2 separate regions of the Gossypium arboreum genome follow, and region 2 is linked to region 1. The links are chromatin contacts, called in public Hi-C maps. All regions are on one chromosome and are shown on one strand. The core of a region is the stretch at or near the end of the contact, and the rest is flanking DNA. Distances in the headings are between cores, read along the strand shown.

The links. Hi-C and Micro-C count contacts between places; a contact is called where the count stands out from the background.
Region 2: a contact with region 1 is called in a Hi-C map of leaf, with 4 times the contacts expected there. The contact joins the promoter of LOC108474501 here to the promoter of LOC108465783 in region 1. A contact is called at or near these places in 3 of 5 Hi-C or Micro-C datasets (all in leaf).

The regions. Positions count from the first base shown.
Region 1 is chr8:72,516,183-72,521,009 of ASM2569848v2, forward strand. LOC108465783 reads left to right here and starts at 2,526. Exons shown (of 10, transcript XM_017766163.2): 1 at 2,526-3,034; 2 at 3,408-3,494; 3 at 3,661-4,664; 4 at 4,767-4,827. The coding sequence starts at 2,752.
Region 2 is chr8:72,764,047-72,768,913 of ASM2569848v2, forward strand. LOC108474501 reads left to right here and starts at 3,556. Exons shown (of 11, transcript XM_053018397.1): 1 at 3,556-3,774; 2 at 4,695-4,854. The coding sequence starts at 3,688.

The DNA of each region.
Region 1 (4,827 bases), core at 1,276-3,775:
TGATGTTGGACAATCAAGGCAATTGAAGTAGCATAAGGTAAGTTTTTTTTATTAAATTTTGCTTATGTGCCAAGAGTTGAGAGTGGCTCAGATGCCTTAATCAATGGCTGAGCCATAATAATGGTCTCTATACTATGATGGTATACTGAAAGTGTGACATCCAAGAGCAAGTTCTATTTATTGCATTATTTTCAGGTACTTTGGATTATAAAAGAATTAGACATGTGGTTGCTCCTTCAAAAGCGTAAGAGTGTGCTTCAGATGCAGCAAAAGAAAAATTACGATGAGGAATGTCTACAGATTGATAACAGTGAAAAGTATACTTTGAATAAGCAGTTATTCGAATCAATATCAAAGTCTCTCAATGAAGCTGAAACGAAGGAAGAGATTGATGACATGGATGCAAAGTATACTTTGAATAAGCTGTTACATAATCTGCAGCATTTACAATTTATGTTTTTTGGATTCATTCGGTTGTAGGTGTTGAGTAGTATATGTATGATGTATCTAGTGTAGGTCTATTCATTATTTTTGAAAATTTTTAATTACAAAATTCTTAAAAGATCCATGTTTAAATGTTAATAATACTATATTTTATTTGCTAAAAAAATGAATTTGACAAAATGAAAAAAAATTGGTAGCTCGTAGTAGAACCACTAGTCTATCTCTCGGCATGTAATAATTTTGTGAAAGAAAATATTGGTATAGTTATTGTTTTATTTTGTATTCACATGTACATATCGATCCAAAGGCTTTAATATTATTCCATACTAAGATTTTTTAATAATCTTTTTACTTTTCTATTTTTAATGAATTTGAGATAATTTTGTTGAAATATAATTTTGTAAGTTTTATAATTGATTGGATTTAATATATTCCTCATATAGATATTATGCAAAGGTATTCCTTGATTAAATTAAATTTATATCATAATATTAAAGTCACGAAGATGTGACTCTCCCAAAATGGTAAATTTGTAATAAAACCTTTTAAATTTTATCAAATCATAAATTAATATAATGATAAAATTATAATTTGATCTCTTATAAATTAATTATTCATTTTAACCTTAAAATAATTTTTAACTTCTCCCTACTTTTAGCACATTAAATTGTAATGCAATTTAAAAATAATAAAGTAGATTATATATTATTTTAATAATATTATATATTATGATTTTTAATTCATATAATAATTATATTAAGAATATTATTGAATTGTATATTATTTTATTAAATTATATTTAATAATAATTATGTTAAAATATGATTAAATTATTTATTATTATTTTAATAAAATATATTTAATAATAATGTTATTAAAATTTAATAACAATAACAATAATTATCTACCTAAACAAATTATGCTAAGGGTACTTTAGTCATTTAAGCCTTTTTTCCTTATACTATTACAACATCTATTCCATTCAACTAAACAAAAGAATGCTATTACAGCTCTATTCCATTCCATTACAGCTTTATTCAATTACAGCCCTATTTTATTACAGTGAACAAAACGTGATGTTAATTGATTCCTAACTTTCAATTAAGACATTAATTATATGTAATTTTCTATTCAAACCTTAATTAAGTATGATTTTTCTACTAAGATATTAATTAAATTTTAATTATTTTACTTTTTTTTGTATTTAAGCTTTATTTTTATGTTCTATTTCCTAGAACTTAACTTGGGTAAAAAAAAAAAAAAACTTGCTAAGCAATTTATTTACGAGTTAACTATACGGTTGGTCACTTAACTCTCATAAGTTTTTATTTTAGGCATCAAAAATAAAAGTTTGCAAATTTAGGCTATGTTGTTAGATGCTTTTATCATTTCAGTCACTGTTGTTACAATTTTTATCATTTTAGTCACTTGTCATTAATTTATCATTACATAAACTCATTTCAATTACCGAACTTTAGTAAATTTTCATTTTGATCACTCATTTTAATTTATAAAATTATACCAAAAATATTTCTTTTATAGAATTAATTTTAATTTTAAAAATAGGTTTTACAAATAATTAAGCTATTCAAATACTAAGATGAAAGTCACATTTTTCACATATAACTCAATTCTATTTAAAAAAAAGGTTTTCACTGTTTAAAAAACCCAATAATTTTGTAAAACCCTAATTTTCTCTTTGACTAAAAAAATAAAAGAAATTAAAAGATAAAATTATTTTTAATTGTAAAAATTTAAGTTTTTCCTTTTATTAAAAAATAAAATTAATTCGGGAAAAAATAAAGGAAATGAAAAGGATAAGTTGGGATTTTGTTGTAAAAACTCAAAACTTTTTTCTATAAAAACGCACATAATTCCATATAAAATGGATTTTAGTGGGAAAAACTAAAAATAATTCTTAAAAGACAAAAAATGAAAACTGAAGGATTAAAATGAATGTATCTAATGAGGAGTGCATATAACTATAATGATTAAAATGAAAATAATATATAATGATAGTGCCTAAATTATAAACTTTTTATTTTCGGTATCATGTTTATTTATTTATTTTTAGTATATTTAATTAAAGAAAAGACAAGAGGGAGACTCAAAGTGAAGCAGCGTCCCTTTGTAATCATAGAAAATTAGATAAAGATTCACACAGTTCCTGTTTCTCTCTTTGTCTGCACGAAAAGAAGGAATCAACACAACACCAACCAACCATAAACCCTAGCTAGAACAAATCACCTTTTTCACCTTCTATCTTCTTCTCCATCCTCTCTCTGTCTCAATTCGTTTCCGTTTGTGATGGCTTCTACATCTGCCTCGTGGTCTCCAAGCTCTCCTCAGCTCCGCTTGGCTTTCCGTTGCAGGAATTGTAGGGAACCACGTCCGCTTCTCCTGCTTGATTATCGTCGTCCTCGTCTGCTCTCGGTTTCACTAAGCCGGACTAAGGAACTGGAACGACGTCGTAATGTTGCTTCGCGGATTGTATCGGACTCCACTGCTGGGGCGGATACTTTTTCCGGCTGGTCCGATTCGGATACTGTTGAAGATTCCATTGGCTCGGGAGGGAGAAGAAGGTTTGGAGGTATTTATCTATTATACCTTGCACAAACAAATGTTCTCACTACTTCTCTTGGCTGAATTTCGGCTGTCTTTTGTTTTCAAGAGTTGAGTAGAAGAGAATAAGAAAATGTTAAAACATTTCTTGCTTGCAATTTGGCTTCTTAATTATGTTTTCTGATTAAGTTTTTAATTATGTTTCCTTGCACTAAATGTTAGTTTACTGTCTGTTAATCAAAGCTATTTCATAGCAGTGAAGCATATATGAATCATATGATATTTAGGCATTGAATTTGAGGCATAATCCCGCAAATAGCTTTCAGGGTTGTTTGGACTAATTAAACTAGTTGGTTTCCATATTATGGACTAATAACAATTCGTAAGTAGTTTGCTTTTAGGAATTATGGGAGCTGGATCAGCTGGACTTGTGCTGGTAGCAGGGTTTTCCTTTGCAGCAATGTCCCTAAGTAATCGAAGCACTTCCAGTAAGTGGTCTCTTTCAATTTCACTTGGTTCTATTACCATGCTCTTCTATCTATTTATATTCTGTTAATTTTTTTTGGTTTCTGTGTTTATTGGACTTAATTTAGATGAATTGACAACAATCCCCGAGAACTGGTGTTGAAAGATTATACCATTTGTTGACTGCAGGACCCAAACAGCAGTTGGAACCCTTAACAGCTCAACAGGAAGTTTCATTTGATAACGATAGTGAACAAGCCAAAGAAAATGAAATTGAAACAGGAACACATAAGGATCTTTCGGCACCTACCGAATCCAGCGGCACTTCTGAAAATAATCTTGATAATGACAATGGGACGTACTTAGTAGACAGTTCGACGTCCAATGGTGATAGTGCCAGTAACACCAGTTCTATTCAAGAATACAGGCAGAATGTTTCATCTTTGGATGGGGAGTCAGCTTTCCTGGACACAACTCCGATATCACCTAACTTGCCTGAATCTGATGCTGTGGGTGTCTCTTCTGTTGCATCAAACCTAAGAGAGTCAGATAGCAACCTTGACATTGGTTCACCTGAAGCAACTTCAGAGATTGAAGACAAATTGATTAGTGTCCAAGAAACTATTGATACTAACTTGTCTGACCCAATAAACCTAGACAATGATCTCAACGAGGGAAAACTTGAAGGAAAAGAGAATTCCAGTATCTCAGTGGATTCTTCTTCTAGTTCCAATTCAATCAGTGATCCTTCAATTGTGGGCTTCTCAGTTAGTTCAGAGTTGGAACCAATTTTAGAACCTCAGGCTATACCTGAAGACAATCTGGAAACCACAGATTCCTCTCAAACTAAAGAAAACCTTGAGAGTCGCAAAATGTCTCTGCCCTCGGTTGAAATAAAGAATGCATCTCTGGAAGATAATAAGTTAAATGAGAGTGAGTCATCTCAAACAACCCCTGTGTCAGCACCTGCTCATTCATTAACAATAGAGCAAAGCAAAATTGATTGTGATGGGATGAAAGATAGCATACCAGATTTTGAATCACCAACTCCTAGGAGTTCCTTCTCCCCAGTTGGTATACCTGCTCCGTCTGCAGTTTCTGCAGATCTACAGGTTCACCCGGGAGAGGTTCTAGTTCCTGCAGTTGTTGATCAGTTTCAGGAGCAGGCACTTGCAGCTCTTCGAGTTTTGAAGGTATTTCATTCTTACTGAGATACAGAATTATTAAGTGTATTCGCCCTTGCAGATAATATGAGAACTTGTGACCTATTACTCATATATATGTATCTTTTCCAGGTTATTGAGGCTGAAGCTCTACCTGGTGAACTCTGTACACGTCGTGAGTATGCTCGGTGGT
Region 2 (4,867 bases), core at 2,306-4,805, 250 kb after region 1:
CAAGTCAAACCAATGTTACTCCGTTGATGCAACAAGGGCATCGTGTGAATGGGTGGGGGAGAATGTCACAGGCCGCGGATCAAAGCCCTTGACGAATGCACACAGAACATCCCATAAAGGTTAACTGATGATGTAACACCCCTAATCCGTATCCGTCGTCGAAACAGGGTTTCAGAGCATTACCAGAACTTTCAGAACATTTTACAAATAATTCGTGTAAGTTACTATTCATTTATCGAGATCATTCAACGTCTTTTAGTTAGACCTTCGAGGCCCATTACAAGCATTAGAGCCGAGTCGGGACTTAATCAGAACCTATAAGAATTTTTCGTGACATTTCAAAAAATTTCCAAGTTGCAGGGCTCACACGCCCGTGTAGTCTAAGGACACGCCCGTGTCATCAAGCCATGTACTACACATGCCCGTGTCCCTAACCCGTGTAACTCTTTGACTTTTAAGGCATGAAGAAATTAAAGTCACACGGCCAAGTCACACGTCCATGTGCTAGGCCGTGTGGCGAATTTAATTTTCTATTGTTAGGTGCAGTTTTTACACGACCATGTAACATGCCTATGTCCAAGGCCGTGTCAACCACACGGTTAAGACACACACCCATGTGCTCTATTCTGAGCATTCTGTTTCTCAAAATTAAGGTGCAAGGGACACATGGCCTAACCACATGCCCATGTTACCAAGCCGTGTGTCACATACGGTCTAGACACATACCCGTGTGGACAAAAAGAAGCTATTTCTAACTTCATTTCTCACCCAAGACCTACACTTGAAACACACAGCCAATACCAACCATTTCAAACATTCAATTTAGGCAATTTCCATCACTCAACATAGCATACCATTACATGCATGTGTGTTTACAATCTTACCTTGAATTAACTAGGCAATAACATCCTTTGTTCACATATACTTAACATAACACATGTATATATATCATGATAACCTATTTAGTAATACCAAAATGAACCATTACTAGCCATTCCAATGGCTAGGTTACAAAACATCATTATCAAGCTACTAATGGTCAAGTTGTCCTATACATGCCATTATACCAAAATGATTTTACTAAGTATACCCAAAATGACTAGTTAATAGTGTGACGATACTCCAGTGATCTCCAGCCCTCATGAGCTTCAGAGCATTATAAAACAGGGGGAAAATAAAACGGAGTAAGTATTTCATGCTTAGTCCGTTTATTAAATCTAAGCATACAATAACAAGTTTTCCATCCATTTGGCTAATTTGGCTAAATTGCCTAAACACGTACATCCAATCAAACATGTTAGTCACAAAGTGTACATATACATCAAGTAAGGATAGATGAGCTCATCATACATTATTCATTCAAGACATTATCATTTCATCTCATAATTCTCATGCCATGTCTAGAGTTATATGTCCGTTGAATCATTGAAATTCTGATAGATGCTCAAGTAGGGCACTCGAGGTGTACGATTCTATAATCCGTCAATTCTTATCCAATGGTACCCATTAGGGTACTTAATCAAGGAACACACTCTCGAGCCATATATCGTATAACAGGATTACCAATCCAGGCTAAATCCTTTATATAACGTGTGCTCAAAAAGTTCAATTAGGGTTACTAGTCCAAGCTAAACCCTAACCATAACGTATACTTGAGAGGTGTTATATCAAGATTACCCATCCGAGCTAAATCCTTTCTATAACAAGGTTAATGGGATTACTCGTCTGAGCTAAATCTCATCCGCAACAAATGATATTAATTTCAGGCAGGTGTATATGATCATCGGAATTCAATATTCAATCCGAACTTAACCCATTTTTCATCATTTCAAGCATGTATTCAATTTTTTATTTATAGCAATCAAATAATTCACATCAAATGATAATAACATTTCATACAATCACAACATTCAATTAAACATATTTACATGCTCAATTAGGTTACACGAACTTACCTCGACACTTGTTCGCGTTAGAAATCTCCTAATCCGAAACCTTTTCTTTTCCTCGATCTAACCTCGAATTAGTGTTGTCTGGATCTATATAAATGAATTTAACCATCAATTTTACACATTTCATATTTAAATGGACTCAATTTACATCCTAGACAAAATTACCATTTTGCCCCTAACTATTCCATAAATTTCGATTTCGTCCCTAAGCTCGGAAAATGAAACTTGTGCAATTTACTCCCTATTCCAAGCCTAACCAAAATCCCACTACAAATTTTACAGCACATGTATTCATAAAAAATCAGAATTTTTCTTCAATTTCACAAGTTTATATTTTAATCCTTAAACCATGTTTCCATAAAAAAATCATATTGTAAAAGTTGTTTATCTATCAACAACCTTTCATTTTCTACCATAAATTTCTAATTTTCAAAATATAAATCCTTGACCCATTTTCCATACTTTGATAACTTTTCAAATTAATCCCTCAAATAGAGAGATTAAGCTATCCCGATTTCAAAAATATCAAAATTACTAAAAACGGGACAAGAAAACTTACCCAATTAAGCCTTGAAAGTTTCCCCTCTCACTTTTAGCGTTTCCGTAGAATTTTAGATTGAAGATGACAAAAATAAGATGATATTTTCTTTTCATCTTTTAATTAATTAAGTATTTAGCAATTTCCAATTTAGTCATTGCCCTTTTTCTATATTTTCATGGATGAGTCATCAAAGAAAATCTACATACTTCTTTACTAGTCTAATTACCATATAAAGACCTCTAGATTTGAATTCCATAGCTATTTAATCCTTCTAGCTACTAGAATTCAACTTTTATATTTTATGCGATTTAGTCTTTCTCATAATTAAACACTTAACCGATAAAATTTTCATATCAACATTTTCACACGACATGCCTATTATAATACGGACCATATAATGAAATAAAAATAAACCTTATTTTTGGATCGGATTTTGTGGTCCCGAAACCACTGTTCCGATTTCACTGAAAAATAGACTATTACAGATGAAATGAGGCTCATTTGACCCACTTGAACTGACCCGATTCGTGGAACACATGGAGAAGTCCATCTACTTGAAGTCTTGGTGGTTTAGTGTAACACTCCAATAAAGCTAGAGTTATCATGGTTAATTATTGTAAATCCTAAGGGATAAGATTGTATAGAGTTTAAATCCCTTAAAACTCTCATTTTGTAGATAGACTTTGATCTTGATCATCGATATAATTTAAATTGTATTGTTGGATAGGGGGAGTTCAATTATAAATAGAGGCCTTTTCCTCATTTGTAGTCATCCCATTCCGAGTTATTAAATATACTTTGAGAGCATTTAGTCAAACACTTGTGCTTGGTTTTCTTGTGGCTTTTCCGTTCACTTTTTGCTTCTTCGTTTAAGAGTTTGTTTCCATTTTATTTCGATGCCTTAGAGAATTTATCTTGAGAATTCTCATTAATCGAGTGTTAGACCAACTTAAGCAGATTTGAAGCAAATGAATCACCTCTAATTTCATGACACTAGTATCTTTATAAATCATAAGGCCAAAAAATAGAGGTTAACGAGGATTTTTGTTTTTGGTTTGGATGGGGTGAATTGATGGAAAATAATTAAATTTGGGAGAGAAAAGAGAAGTTTAGAGCCCAATAGTTACGAGGTTGTAGAATTGGGTTTGTTTGGAAGAAGGTAAAAGAGAAGAGTTTGGGATTTGGGACATTGAAATGTACTGCTTCATTTCTCAAGTTCCACAGTCCGTCATGGAGTCTAAAACATCACGTTGCCACCAAAATCTTCCACCTCATTATCATGTACGTTTTCATTTTCTATTTTTTTAAAAATAATTTTCTTGCTAAGGAGGGTTCCCCTCTCCACCTTCATATATATAGCCTATATATATATTTTTCACTTACACTTCGCTCCCTCGGAACTCTCTTTTTTTCTTCCGCAACAATTTTCTCGGCCGATCACTTCCTTGTTTTTTCTCGGTTATTTTCCCTTCCACCAAACACTCTCCAATCCCCTGCTCTTTCACTCTAAATCCTTGCGATCGCTTAAGATTCTTTCTCTCCTCTAATCGATCTCTCTCGCTCTCTCCCTCATACACTGGTACGTTAACCGATCGCTTCACTTACCTTTCTTTTCTATCATTTTTTTGTTTTGTTTTTACATTCAACCTTTTATCTCAGATCACGTGAATAGAAGCCCTAGCCACTGCTGTTGTTTTAAATTTGTTTTAATTATTTATTATGTTGATATGGAGTTTAGTTTTTACAAGCTCTGAAAATTGGTACTAGAAAGTTGGAATTTGAATTTTACGTTATTTGAAGAATGGAATTCGGCCAAAACTGAGTTCAATATTTATATTGTGGCTCAATAAAGGAAAGGTTTAGAAAATGCCTCCCCCTTTTTTCTGCTAATGGGCAAATGAAGGTTCGGGAACTTATTTATTTGTAAATGTAGACGGAGTTTATTGGACTCTGTCCGTCTGCAATCTTTGGTTATCTTTTTTTATTGAGTTTTGGTTTGGGAATTTTTTTTCTTTGAAATTAGAATTTAAATATTTGCTGCCTGCTGATGGATTTTAATATCAATTCTTAGGTTAATTATTTAGTTGTTTTGCTGCGAAAGAAATTCCTAGCGGACAAGTTGGTTTTATTAATGAATTTTTGTTATAAATCCCTAGTGGTTGTGACTCTGTTTGTGTGCTATGCCTGTTGCAAAACTCAAGGCTACCAGTTCTGCAGATGTAATGAAATCAGAGGAGCCAAATGATTCTTTGGACACTTTCATCAGACAAGCTATTGGAAAAGAGCCTCTCCTTTCTTTCTCTAGGGCTGGGGACAGCTCAGTCCAATGGATTCAATTACTGCATGCCTTAGATCAACAAGGTACTTAAAACTT